Linked DNA regions of Rattus norvegicus: region 1 is linked to region 2. The links are chromatin contacts, called in public Hi-C maps. All regions are on one chromosome and are shown on one strand. Each heading gives the region's core, a stretch centred on a gene start, on an enhancer-like site or on the middle of the called end of the contact. The rest is flanking DNA. Distances are from core to core; before and after follow the strand shown.

The links. Hi-C and Micro-C count contacts between places; a contact is called where the count stands out from the background.
Region 1: a Hi-C map of liver shows a contact between it and region 2, with 2.4 times the contacts expected there. The contact joins the promoter of Cldn3 here to the promoter of Mlxipl in region 2. A contact is called at or near these places in 2 of 12 Hi-C or Micro-C datasets (both in liver).

The regions. Positions count from the first base shown.
Region 1 is chr12:27,343,179-27,349,206 of GRCr8, forward strand. It overlaps Cldn3 (claudin 3), which reads right to left and starts at 3,369. Exons shown (of 1, transcript NM_031700.2): 1 at 1,897-3,369. The coding sequence starts at 2,929. The coding sequence ends at 2,270.
Region 2 is chr12:27,211,372-27,217,935 of GRCr8, forward strand. It overlaps Mlxipl (MLX interacting protein-like), which reads right to left and starts at 2,285. Exons shown (of 17, transcript NM_133552.2): 1 at 1,961-2,285. The coding sequence starts at 2,253.

The DNA.
Region 1 (6,028 bases), core at 2,119-4,618, 130 kb after region 2:
ATAGTCAGTCACTCTGCTTTCCAAACCCATCTCCTTCCAGGTCCTTTCCCTGTTCAAACATCCTTGTTCATCCCCACGTCCTCGAAACTCTTCTTTTGGTTTCTTAACTGTGCTCCTGGTTTCGGCTGCCATCTGTATGCTAACAACTCCCAGGTTTACAAGGTCTCTTTCCTGTTACGTGGACGTGGACGCTCCTTGTCTGATCAGCTCTTACCCTCAAAGTGAAACTCTTCAGCCTCCCTGCCTCCCTACAGCCAGTAACCTAAGGCAGGAAGTTTACGCTGTTTTACTTTTATCTTATGGTGGTTTTTCAAGACAGGGCTTTTCCGTAGAGTCCTGGCTGTCCTGGAATTGTCTCGATAGACCTGAGGTAGATCTGCCTGCCTCTGCCTCTGCCTCTGCCCGTGCTGGGGAGAAAGGGGAGCACCACCATCACCCGGGAAAGTTAAAGTTTTTAGTTTCTTCTCTCTCCTGAGCTCTGACACTCTAATGGTTCTGGAGCCCTAAGACTCAGGCTTCCTTAGCCTTGTCAGTTCTGTCTCAGAAAGTTGGGGTCCCACCATCAGCTTTGAGTGTCGTCCTCAAGTTTCTTTCACTTTTTTTTCCCTCTGGTTTTGTTTGTTTGTTTGCCACAAAAAGTCTCCTTACGAAGTCCTGGCTAACCCGGAACTCACTACATAGACCAGGCTGGTCTCCAACTCACAGAGATCCTCCTGCCTCCACAGTGCTGGGATTAAAGACATGCCCCCAACATTTCTCCCTCCCCAGGCTGGCTTTGAAATTGATATGTGAACTAATCACGGGGGTCAGTCTGGTCTACCTGAGTTCCAGGATAGCCAGGGCTGTGTAGAGGGACTCTGTGTCTAAACACACAAACAAACACACAAACAAACAAAACAGAAGCAAAAACAAATGAAAGAGAAAGAGAGAAAATAAACTAAGGCTGGTGGGTGGTGACACACACCCTTAACTCTAGCACTAGGGAGGCAGAGGCAGGTGGATCTCTGTGAGTTTGAGGCCAGCCTGGTCTACAGAGCAAGTTCCAGGACACCCAGGGCTACACAAATAAACCCTGTCTCAAAGGGGAAAAAAGAAGAAAAGAAAAGAAAAGAAAAGAAATTGGTAAGTGTCAGAGAGGCTACCCTTGAACGCCTACATTTCTGCCTACACTTTCCAGATGCTGTCACCCTTTAAAACCTAGGAAGTCGGGAACCTGTTTCCCCTCCAAGAGCCCTGCTTCAGTTCTTGGCCTCCAGTCTCATTATCGTTTAAAGCTAGGTCCCTTCTTCCTTTGAGGACACTGGGAAGAAGGTGGGGTGGCCTTTCCCCTCATCTCTCCACCTCCACGTCAGAATTCTTTGTCAAATGTCCCTTTTAGGTGCCCCCCCCCACCAATGGAGCCCGAGCCCCATACATGCTACACAAGTGTTCTACCACTGAGCCACACCCCCATCGCTTAGCCGTCGTTTTAGGTGAGGCATTTGATCCGAACAATAGGTCTTTTTGTTCGACGTCTCCAAATATGAGATCCCAGTAGAGAATGTGTTTCTTTAACCTGCACGTCAGCCACCCCAAGTGCCCAGAGCAAGGCTGTGGGTCCAAGCACAAACCATTCCCCTTGCCCCTCTCCAGCCTTGGCCCTCGGAAACCCTCTGGCTGGGTCGTTAGATAAGCCTTGCTATAGGGTCTGTTGAGATCAGTCTTGAAGTACCTCCCAAGTGTTACCCACCTAGTGAGCAGCAAACTCATGTGTCCCCCCACTTTCTCCTTACTGAACCTGTACGCTGTTTAAAGCTCGCTGCCCCTGGTGAGGCTATTGAGGGACACTCCCCAGCAGGTGGCGGGTAGGGGAGGTGGTGGGCAGTGCGGCGTTCAGGATAAGGAAGCTCCAGCGACTGCAAAAACGAAAGGCTTTTATTGAAAAATACGAAACGGCCCTTTTTATAGTTTGCCTGTCTCTGCCCACTATGAGCCTTCTGGCTGCGGGGCTGGCAAGTAGCTGCGATGGCCACCCCAACCCTGTACTTGGGAAGGGCGAGGTGTCTTTGTCCATTCGACTTGGACAGTTCCTAGGCCAGGTAATCAGGTGGCAACCGGAGAAAAGGGGACGCCAGGCTGTCTGTCCTCTTCCAGCCTAGCAAGCAGACTGCGTGGCGTCTGTAACCATCTGGAAGGTGGGGTGGTCTCTGAGGCGAGGCTGCACGCTGGACGGGTGGGGTACATCGACGGTTGGTAGTGGTGATGGTGCGGTGTGCGCGCACCCGGCCTCTCAGACGTAGTCCTTACGGTCATAGGCGGTGCCGGTACCGGTGCCAGGGCCGGTGGATCGCGGCGCGGAATAGAGGATCTTGGTGGGTGCGTACTTCTCGCGTGGTGGGCAGGAGCAACACAGCAAGGCGCCCCCTAGCAATTGCAGCGCGGCGGCAGCCCAGCCCACGTACAACCCAGTTCCCATCTCTCGCTTCTGGGCCTCAGGTACCAGCGGGTTATAAAAATCCCGGATGATGGTGTTGGCGGACCAGGACACCGGCACTAAGGTGAGCACAGCCGCCAACAGGAAAAGCACTCCCGCCACGATGGTGATCTTGGCCTTGGCCGTCTCATCTTGTACGCAGTTGGTACACTGGGCCCCCACGAGCGCCACGAGGAGCCCGAAGGCTGCCAGTAGGATAGACACCACGATGAGAGCTCGGGCGGCCTGGAGGTCCTGCGGCAGGGCCAGCAGCGAGTCGTACATCTTGCACTGCATCTGGCCGGTGCTCTGCACCACGCAGTTCATCCACAGGCCTTCCCAGGTGATCTGCGCCGTGATGATGCTGCTGCCGATGAATGCCGAAACGCGCCACATGGGAAGGGCGCAGCACACGATGGTGCACAGCCAGCCCAGCACGGCCAGCGACGTGCCGGTGATCTCCAGGCCCATGGACATGGCTGCTGGACTTGAACCGGCTCCGCCGGGTAACTCCGTAGGCTGGGAGACCAGGGATCGCGGCCGCTGGACCTGAGAACCAACTCCCCTTCAAAAGTTGACGGAGGTCTGTCGCCGGGAACGACCGGTGGATGGCAATGGACGGAGCACGCTAACGGCTCCTTTCCCGGGGCTCGCACGGAGACTGCCCCTGCACCTGCCTGTGGCTTTGGAGACGTCTTTCTGAGACTGGGTTGGCTCTGGGATGGGGTGGGTTGGACTTAGCTTGGTGCCCAGAGGAGGAGGGCGGAGCTCGCTCTTCTGGCCCAGGGGACAGTGACGTGTGTCCCGTCCAGTCCGATCGGTACTCCCCAACCCTCTTCACCATGGGAGAAAGGAATTAGCTAGAACCAACCTCAATGCAGAACTATATATGTGTGTGCGTGTGGGTGGGGATGGGGGATCGAAGGAGGGCGGGGTCCTCCTAGCTCCGCTTCTTCCCAACCTCCCCCTAGCTCCTTACGCATAACGAATTCTCTGGAGATATACGGAGTGGGAGGGGCGCTTCAGGGATTTGAAGTGCAAATCACCAATTGTAAACTGCTTGACTCTCTCGTCCCCCCCCACCTCCGTCCTCTTTAGCGCGGGAGGCGTTGGATGGAGGCGCGGCCAATTCCTCTGGAGGACCCGGATTGGGAGGACCCAGGTGGGGGCGTGGCTGAGGCTGTTTGTCGCCGTAGGTGGATGGAAATGTAGCACCTGCTCCGGGTCCCTCCGGCTTTGAGGCAAGCACACTGGCCTTGTCCAAGTGCAGCCTGGCGGTATTGTCTATATTCAGATATACAGGACTCTGAAGCCAGGGACGCCCACCTGAAGAGCCCACCCTGCACCCCAGGGATAGGTATTGAGTTCAGATTCTTGTCCAGCCCCCTCATGTGACCTGGGCTGATAGCAGGGTTGGTTCAATTGCTAGCCCACCCAGAGCTGCTTTTCCCCCACTGAGATTCTCCTCACGGTGTTGTTTTCTTTCCTCTGGGAGACGGGGCAGGGTGAGTACCAGGGTGAGTGAAAAGTGGCAAAGAGATTTGATACACACGAGAAAAGAAGTCTAGGCAGGTGTGTTGGCTCATGCCTGAGGCTGAGGCAAGAAGCTGGCTGTGAGTTCAAGGCCAGAGTGCGCTGTACAGTAAAACTGTTCCTCGAAATAAAACAGAGTTCGCCTGTCACGCCTGTAATCCCAGTGCTTGGGAAAGTGGAGGCAGGCAGGCAGGAGTTCAAGACCACCTTGGCTACACGGAGAATTCAAAGCTACATGAGACCCTGGCTCAAACAAACTACAAACAACCAAAAAGAAAAAAAAAAGCCCCCAAACACCCCTTTGCCTCTGGATACTGACTCTCCTGCCGCACACCTTGGGATGGCGCATGCTCCGACTCCTCCCTTCGCCTCTTCCCCTCACCACCGCTAGGATAAAGTTTTTTTGGTTAGTTCCCATGCATCCTCTTCGAGGACCCAGGGCCCGTGCTTGGGGTCCTTTCTTCACCAGACATTCCCACTCCTGCAGCTGCCCACGTGACTGACTGGCCCCGCCCCGAATCTGTCATAGTTTCAGGGGCTGGGGATGTAGCCCCCGTGCTTGGCCAGCAAGCACCAAGCCTTTGGTTTGTCCCCGGCATTGAGTCAACCCTGAGAGATGGCATGTCAGTAGGCACCTCATCGAGAGCCTCCCCAGCTGATTTGAAGGTCGGGGTGGGTGGCTTGGAACCCTGAACCCAAACAGAAACAATGGACAACAACAAAAAGCATCCCGACATCTTACTCACAATGCCCCCATCCTCTCTTTTTGTTTTGTTTTGCTTTTTTCCAGACAGTGTTTCTCTGTTGTAGCCCTGGTTGTCCTGGAATTTATGCTATAGACCAGGCTGGCCTCGAACTCACAGATCCACCTGCCTCTCTGCCTCTAGACTGATCGGAGCCCCCTCCTCTTTTATACCTTTGTTTTCTTTCGTATTTGACATCATCTGAAGTGGTCTCTGGCTTTCCTTTCTTTTTTTTTTTCCCCTCTCTTCCTCCTTCTTCTCTCCCTGCCTTTCTTTTTTCTTCCCCTCCCCCCTCCTTCCCCTCCCCCACAGGGCTGAACCGTGTAGCACAGGGTGGCCTTGTTTTGCCTCCCCTGCATAAGTGGTGAGCTTCTTTGTGAGAGAGGCCACGCTTGGTTTCTCATTTATTTCTGTTTCTTTGTCTCTGCTCCGGTCTGTTACCACCACGGGGACATTCAGAATGTTCCAAGACGAAGGACCAGCATTTTTGCCTGTTTTATTACGGGCACTCCCGACGCCTAGAACAGGGCTGGGTAATCAAGGAGGTAATTGACTTAGCACTTTCCCTTGCTTCTGTAACCTGAGGGCCCCAGGGGCTTTGCAATTAGCTGGGAACCTGAGGTGTATCCAGCTAGCTGAAGAGCTTGGGGGAGGCAGATGGTCCAGAGGATAAAAAGCCCTTGACATCCAGCTTGACAACCTGAGTTTGATCCCTGTTCTTTTATTTATTTTTTTTTCTTTTTTTCGGAGCTGGGGACCGAACCCAGGGCCTTGCGCTTGCTAGGCAAGCGCTCTACCACTGAGCCAAATCCCCAACCCCTTGTTCTTTTAAAGATGAAGAAAAGCCCATTCCCCAAAGTTGTTCTCTGCACTCGAGTGCATACACACACACACACACACACACACACACACACACACACACACTCATACACCCCCCACACACACACTCACATCGAATAACTAATTGAATTGAGCCTCACTCCCCCCCCCCCAGACCCCCAACTCTCAAATCAAAAACACTCAAAACTCCACCTTCTTCTTCAGAGCTCAAACCCTGGGGTGAAAGAGGATTACAATAAACAGTCCCAGAGGCACATGGAAACCCAGGCTCTGTTTCTTCTTAGTGCAAAGGTCTTGGGCTGGTCCTGATGGGTAGGGCTGGGAGTGCCGGGCCACAAAGCCCAGCTGGTGCTGGGTCAGGGCTCTTCTGGAAGGAGTTTAAGCCCAGGGTACTTAATAAACAAAATAAAATGAAATAAAGGTACAAGTCTTTAATGGAGAGCTGGTGTGGTGCCACCTT
Region 2 (6,564 bases), core at 1,035-3,534:
CCAGGAATCCACAAACTCGGGCCACCAATCCGGGCACCAAGTACCCTCACTGACAGAGACCTCTCCTGGCCCACGGTGAGCGTTTTTCCTTCACCAAGGGCGCTAAGTACTTACCTACCCTCATCCTTGGGTATCCTCAGAAATCCCACTCAAGAGAATTTAATAGTCTGGTTCTTTAGCGGGTGGGGGAAACAGAGCTCTCCACCCTAGCTGGAGTTCCTCATCCTCACGCAGCCTCACGCAGCCTCACACGGGAGCAAGCCATTCTGGGAGTGCCCTCTGCCCCTCCACCAGCAATTTCCCTATAACTGCTCTCCTTCTGTCTGCCCACAGTCTGTGTTGGGAAGCCCTCTAAGCCAGATCGCATTGAATGTATAGATAAAGGAAACCTGAGTTGGGAGTGGTCGGGAAATGGGAGACCCTTTGGGGGAACATTGGAATCCTGGGCTTCTTGTGGTTCAGGCCCGTAATTCCAGCACTTGGGGAAGCCAGAGCAGAATTCCAGGGCAGCCTCCGTTCTACAGCGAGTTCTAGGCTGGAATAGTCTACAGTGTGAGACTCAATGAGAGAGAGGAGGGTGAGGGATAGCCCCCTCTCCTCCGTGTAACTCCAATAATTGGAAGTCTTTGATAACTAAAACACTGTTCCAGTGTGAGCGGCTTCTGGTGTTCCGAGACCTTAGATGGCCCCTTCCCAGGCAGTCTCATGATGTCCAAGGGCGGGGGAGGGGGAAAGGGACAGGGAATTTGAACTTTCCACATCGGTCTCAGCGCCCTGAACTATCAGGTTGCAACATGACCTGGGCTTGAGGCCAGAACTTGTGGGCCAAGGTTACTCTGCCTCCAGCCAATGGGGTCGCGCGGCTCTGCCGCCACGCGGTGGGCCACGCTCTTCCGCAATTCCCACCCCAGCTCTAGGTCCCCTAATGGGGCTGCAGGTGCCGGTCTACAGCCAGCGGTTCTACGAAGGGGAGGAGGCTCTCTGAAGAAGCATAGTATTTACAGAGAGGAAAGATCAAGGCCGGCCGATCCCCCTTTCTCTCCTACTGTTTTCGGTTGATAATTTATCCTAGTCCCTCTGCTCCCGGGAACTTTGCTCCAGGGCACTGGGCCAAGACCCCAGTTCGCGCCCTCCCCTGGGACACGTAGGTGGGGCTGGAGTTGGGTGCGGCCCGGGAGTTCTGAGCCACAGCAGGGGGGTTCCTGGCTGCATTACAGCTTCTTACAGATACCGGGTTCGGGAAGACCAGGTTTTCCCTACCCGACCCAGGGTGGACTGCAGCACCCCCTGCTGGCTCTGGGCAGGTGCCTGGCACCATCTTCCCGCCAACCTTGACATAGCGTTCTAAATCAGGCATGGTGGCTCATGCCTGTAATCCCGGTATTTGGGAGGCTGAGATAGGAGTCCAGCCTGGGCTACCTAGCTCCATGCCAGCCTGAATTTTAGAGGGAGACTCTGGCTCACCAAACTAAATCAAGCCAAACAAATGTTGTCTGGGCAATCGGGAAGTGAGCAAGACACTGTTTCCATATACGTTGACACTGGCTATGAGGGGCGACCGCCGGATAACAGCAGCGTGCAGGGAAAGTCCCCAGCAGAGTGGGATTTTGCAGGGACTGCTGGGGATGAACGAAACAGTCCAGGCATCACACGAGTGGAGGGAGGGAGTGGACGGGGTGGTTTATAGTCTGAGGAGTGTGAAAGACAACTGTCATTTAAGGACAAAAGCATAAGAACCAGGGAGCAGGGCCCAACTGCAAGAGAGCCTGTAGAGGTGGACAGGTCAGTGGCATCACAAGCAGATGATGGGACATGAGGGTCCGTGGGCTGGCTCAGGACCCGGCAAGGGAGCTAATGCCTAAGTTGTATCCAGAGTCCCCCCAAAGCAGTTTGGGACCAGAGCCCCAGTGCGGGTCCCACCACAGAAAGCTGGGACTCAATCTCCCCGGTCCGCCCTCACCTGTAAGCCAGGCTCAAGCATTCGAAGAGGCGGGTGAGTGTCGGATCGATGCTGCGCGGCCCGAAGTCGGCGAGCCCCACGGGCCCCTCCTGGTCGCGTCGCCGGGTCAGCGAGTCGCTGTGCGGCGAGGACACCATGAAGTGTCCGCTGTGAATGACCTGTGATCGATGCAGGCCACCCGCGCTGCGCCGGGGACTCGGATCCTCCAAGTCTGTATCCGAGTCCGAATCCGGGCTGGGGACGACCCGGGGGACCTGCAAGTTCACGGATAGATCCGCCAGCGCGCGCGCCATGGCCACTATTGTCGCCAACTCCCGGACACTCTGGATAGCAGTTTGAGAGCCAATCCTTGCCAGCTGAGCCTAATTACCATGGCCACGCCTCTGCCCCACTATTTGTCCTTGTGGTGGGCGTGGTCTTGGTTGGCAGGTGATGTTTAAATTAGCATAACCAATGAGCCTGGTGTGAAACCACTGGTCCTGGCTTAACCTTTCTGTCTGCTGTGAGCAATTTTTAGTCCCTACTTTTCAGGTTTCAGAAAAAGGCTGGCTGGGGCTGGGGCTGCAACTCGGTTGGAACAGTGTTTGCCTCGCATGACGAAGGCTTGGGTTCCATCCTCCGTACCACAGAAACTTAACATGGGGGCGATTCTGTTAAGTGCAACACTCGGGAGGTGGAGGCAGAAAAAGATCAGAAGTTCCAGCCGTCAAGATGGCTAGCTGATAAAAGCGTTTGCCGCCAGGATTGAGGACATGAGTTCGAGTGCTAGGTCCCGCATGTTGGAAGAAAATACTCGATTTTTAAAATTTGACCTCTGAGCCCCATAAGTGTTCCTAGACACATAAACACGAGAGAGAGAGAGAGAGAGAGAGAGAGAGAGAGAGAGAGAGAGAGAGAGAGAGAGAGAGAGAGAGAAAATATCAGAAATTCAGGGTCATTCTCTGCTTCACAGTGTGTTTAGTAAATCGCTCACCTGCCTTTCTTCACTTTCCCAGGGTCCTGTGTGGTTGACCCTTGCACCCAGGTGCTCTTATGATTGTCCTACACCTGTATAGCAAAGTTCAGAAGGGGATTCTGAGAATTCACCCTCTCTAGATCACCTCCCTGTCCCAGGAGACGCGACCCCACCCCCACCCCCAGCATCGATCCGACACTCACCGGCCTCTTCTTTCTGCTCAGGAAGTTCTCTCACTGACCCTGAAACCTAGCTTCTGTTCCTGCTTTTCTTCCTCCCTTTTCCTTCCTTCCTTCCTTCCTTCCTTCCTTCTCCTTTCCTTTCCTTCTCTTCTTTCTTTTTCTTTTTTGTTTTGTTGTTTTTCTAGATAGGGTTTCTCTGTGTAGTCTAGGCTGTCCTAGAACTCACTCTGTAGACCAGGCTGGCTTCCAACTCAGAGATCCGTCTGCCTCTGCCTCCTGAGTCTGGAAATAAATCCATGCGTCGCCACTGTTTGCCTATTCTTGCTTTTTTTTTTTTTTTTTCAAACCTGTTCTTGCTTTTTAAAGGCCAGACACTAGGCTGGGCATTCACAACAGACACAGAACTGAACAGATAAAAGTCCTTTCCTGAGGCCCCAGCTAGGAATGGCTCCATGGTAGAGTACCTAACCTCAGCAAAGTCCTGGGTTCGATCCCAGCAGTGCCCAAACAAGCAAAACTCTTGTCTGAGGCACACCACACAAGAATGACAATACAGCCAAGGATCTCAAAGCCTGATCTAGATGTCAGATGTTGGTCCCAAAATTGCTTTAAGAGCCCATGGCTTTCCCCAAGCCTCCTGTCCCCGGTGGAAAGATTGGTTATGTCTGAGTCAGGTGGGAGGATCGAGGGTAACTGACCAGACTTCATCACACACCCTAACCATCTGTTGTCCTTCAAACAGCCTCATCTGCATCTCCATTCTATTTCCCAGGTTTCGAGAAAAACTTTGCAGACCTCCGAGATATCTAGAGAGATGAACGTGACCATAAAATTCCCAGCACTATGGAAGGACAGATGACAAAATTTAAATTTAAATTCTAGTCTCCACAGAAAGTTCCAGAGGCTCTGGGTGGTAGTGGTGGTGGTGCTCCAGAGGCAGGGGCAGGCAGATCTCTGAGTTCGAGGTCAGCCTGGTCTACAGTGTAAGTTCCAAGACAGCTAGGGTTACGCAAAGAGAAACCTTGTCTTGTAAAAACAAAGGAACAAAAAAAGAAAAAAAAATAACAAAAAAGACTAAACCCAAACAAAACAAAACAACAACAACAACAACAAAATACACCACAACCGCCACCCCCAACAACATCAACGAAAGGAAGTAGTTTGCAGACTAAGGCTGGGCCTGTTTAGTTGGTAGAGAACTTGTGCAACCGTTAGGAAGCTGGGGGTTCCATCCCCAGCACTGTGTAAACCAGGTGTGGCATTACATCCGTAATCTCAGCCCTGGAAAGATAGAGGCAGAGGATCGGAGTCCAAAGTCACGCTTGGCTACATAGCAAGTTTGAGGCTAGCCTGAGCTACATAGTGAGACCCCCCCCCATCCCTCCAAAATAAAACATGGCCTGTGAGGTGGCTCAGTGGGTGAAGGTGCTTGCTGTCAACCAAGCCTGATGACCAATCCTTGGAACCCACAAGGCGGAAGAAGAGAACCAACTCTCACAAGTTGTTCCCGGACCTTCACCCATGCACACTGTTGGCACACGCTCTCTCTCTCTCTCTCTCTCTCTCTCTCTCTCTCTCTCTCTCTCTCATACACACACACAAATGAATAAATAAAATAAGTGTAAAACAAAGTCAAAACAAAAACCTCAAAATGAAACAAACGAAAACAAACAGATGCACAAGTGCCCCAAACTTTTGATTTTGTTCTCGGTGGCAATGTGGGACATGACATGATGCCCCTTCCAGGGGGCATGGTGTGAGCGGCCTGGTTCACCTTTCATGGCCTTTCTCGCCTGCCCTCTAGTACCCGATGCCCAGAGTTCATAGCCTCTTAAATAAATAAATAGGGTTCACAATCCACAGAGGTTGCAGTGATGAGATTCCTACTGGGTGCGGAGACCCAGTTTTCCCCTGGGATCCTTCCTGACACCCTCTTCCGGGTGCATCTCGAGGTTTTTTCCCCCTGGTGTGCTCACACCAAAAAACGCCATCTCCTCCCTGAGTTCTCCATACTGTGTTCTGATCACTGTAAGTCGGGTTTTCTTCTGCTTGAGATGCACAGAGGGTGCGAGGCCTCTCTTTCCCACTAGATGGCAAACTCCTTGGCGGAACCAAGAATCTGTCCCTCTCTACAGTCCAACTTCCTCTCAGTGTGGCCAGATGTGGTGATTCACAACTTCAATCTCAGCACTGGGGAAGGCAGAGGCAGGAGGATCTCTGTGAATTCGAGGCCAGCCTGATCTACACAGTGAGCTCCAGCGGGACATCCAGGACTACATAGTGGGAACCTGTCTCCAAACCTGACAACCAACCAACCAAACACACAAGACTAAGCTAATGTATATTTGCTGAATAGATGAGCACATGTCACATTTATCCGCTAGCTATGTGGGTCCAGCCATTCACCTGCTGTCCATCCATCCATTTATTCATCCACCCACCCACCTATTCATCCATCCATTTATTCATCCACTCACCCACCTATCCATCCATCCACTATCTACTTATTCATCCACCCACCCACCCATCTATCCATCCACCCACCCACCCATCCATCCATCCACCCACCCACCCATCCATCCATCCATCCATCCATTCACCCACCCATCCATCCATCCACTCATCCATCCATCCATCCACCCACCCATCCATCTATCCATCCACCCACCCACCCATCCATCCATCCATTCACCCACCCATCCACCCATCCACCCACCCACCCATCCATCCATCCACCCACCCACCCATCCATCCATCCACCCACCCATCCATCTATCCATCCACCCACCCATCCATCTATCCATCCACCCACCCATGCACACATCCATCCACTCATCCATCCATCCATCCACCCACCCATCCATCCATCCATTCACCCACCCATCCACACATCCATCCACTCATCCATCCATCCATCCATCCACCCACCCACCCACCCATTCATCCACCCACCCACCCACCCATTCATCCACCCACCCACCCACCCATCCAGCTTTCCATCTGCTCATCTATCCCTGTTCTATCTGTACATCATCTCTCCATCTCTCATCCATCTCTTCTCTGGCCATCATGTATTTACTTGTCTGTCTATCTTCCATCACTCATGGGGGTACCCATCATCTATCCATCCACCCATCAGTCCATTTAGCATCTATTTATCCATGTATTCACCCACTATCCACCCATCTACCCATCTGTCTGCCCATATAGTGCCCATCTATCTGACCTATTGTCAATTCAGCTGTTCATCTGTTCATCCAAGTGTGTACTTATCCATCCTATTATCTACCTATCCATCCATCTATTGGCCTATCTAACTATCCGTGGACTCATCCATCTACCAGTCAGATCCATTTGCCTACCCATATATCTATCCATCTACTCTTCATCTGTTCCTCAACTGATCAATCTCTCCATCGCCTATGCATCCCATCAACTGTATCTTAGTTACTTTTCCTATTGCTGTA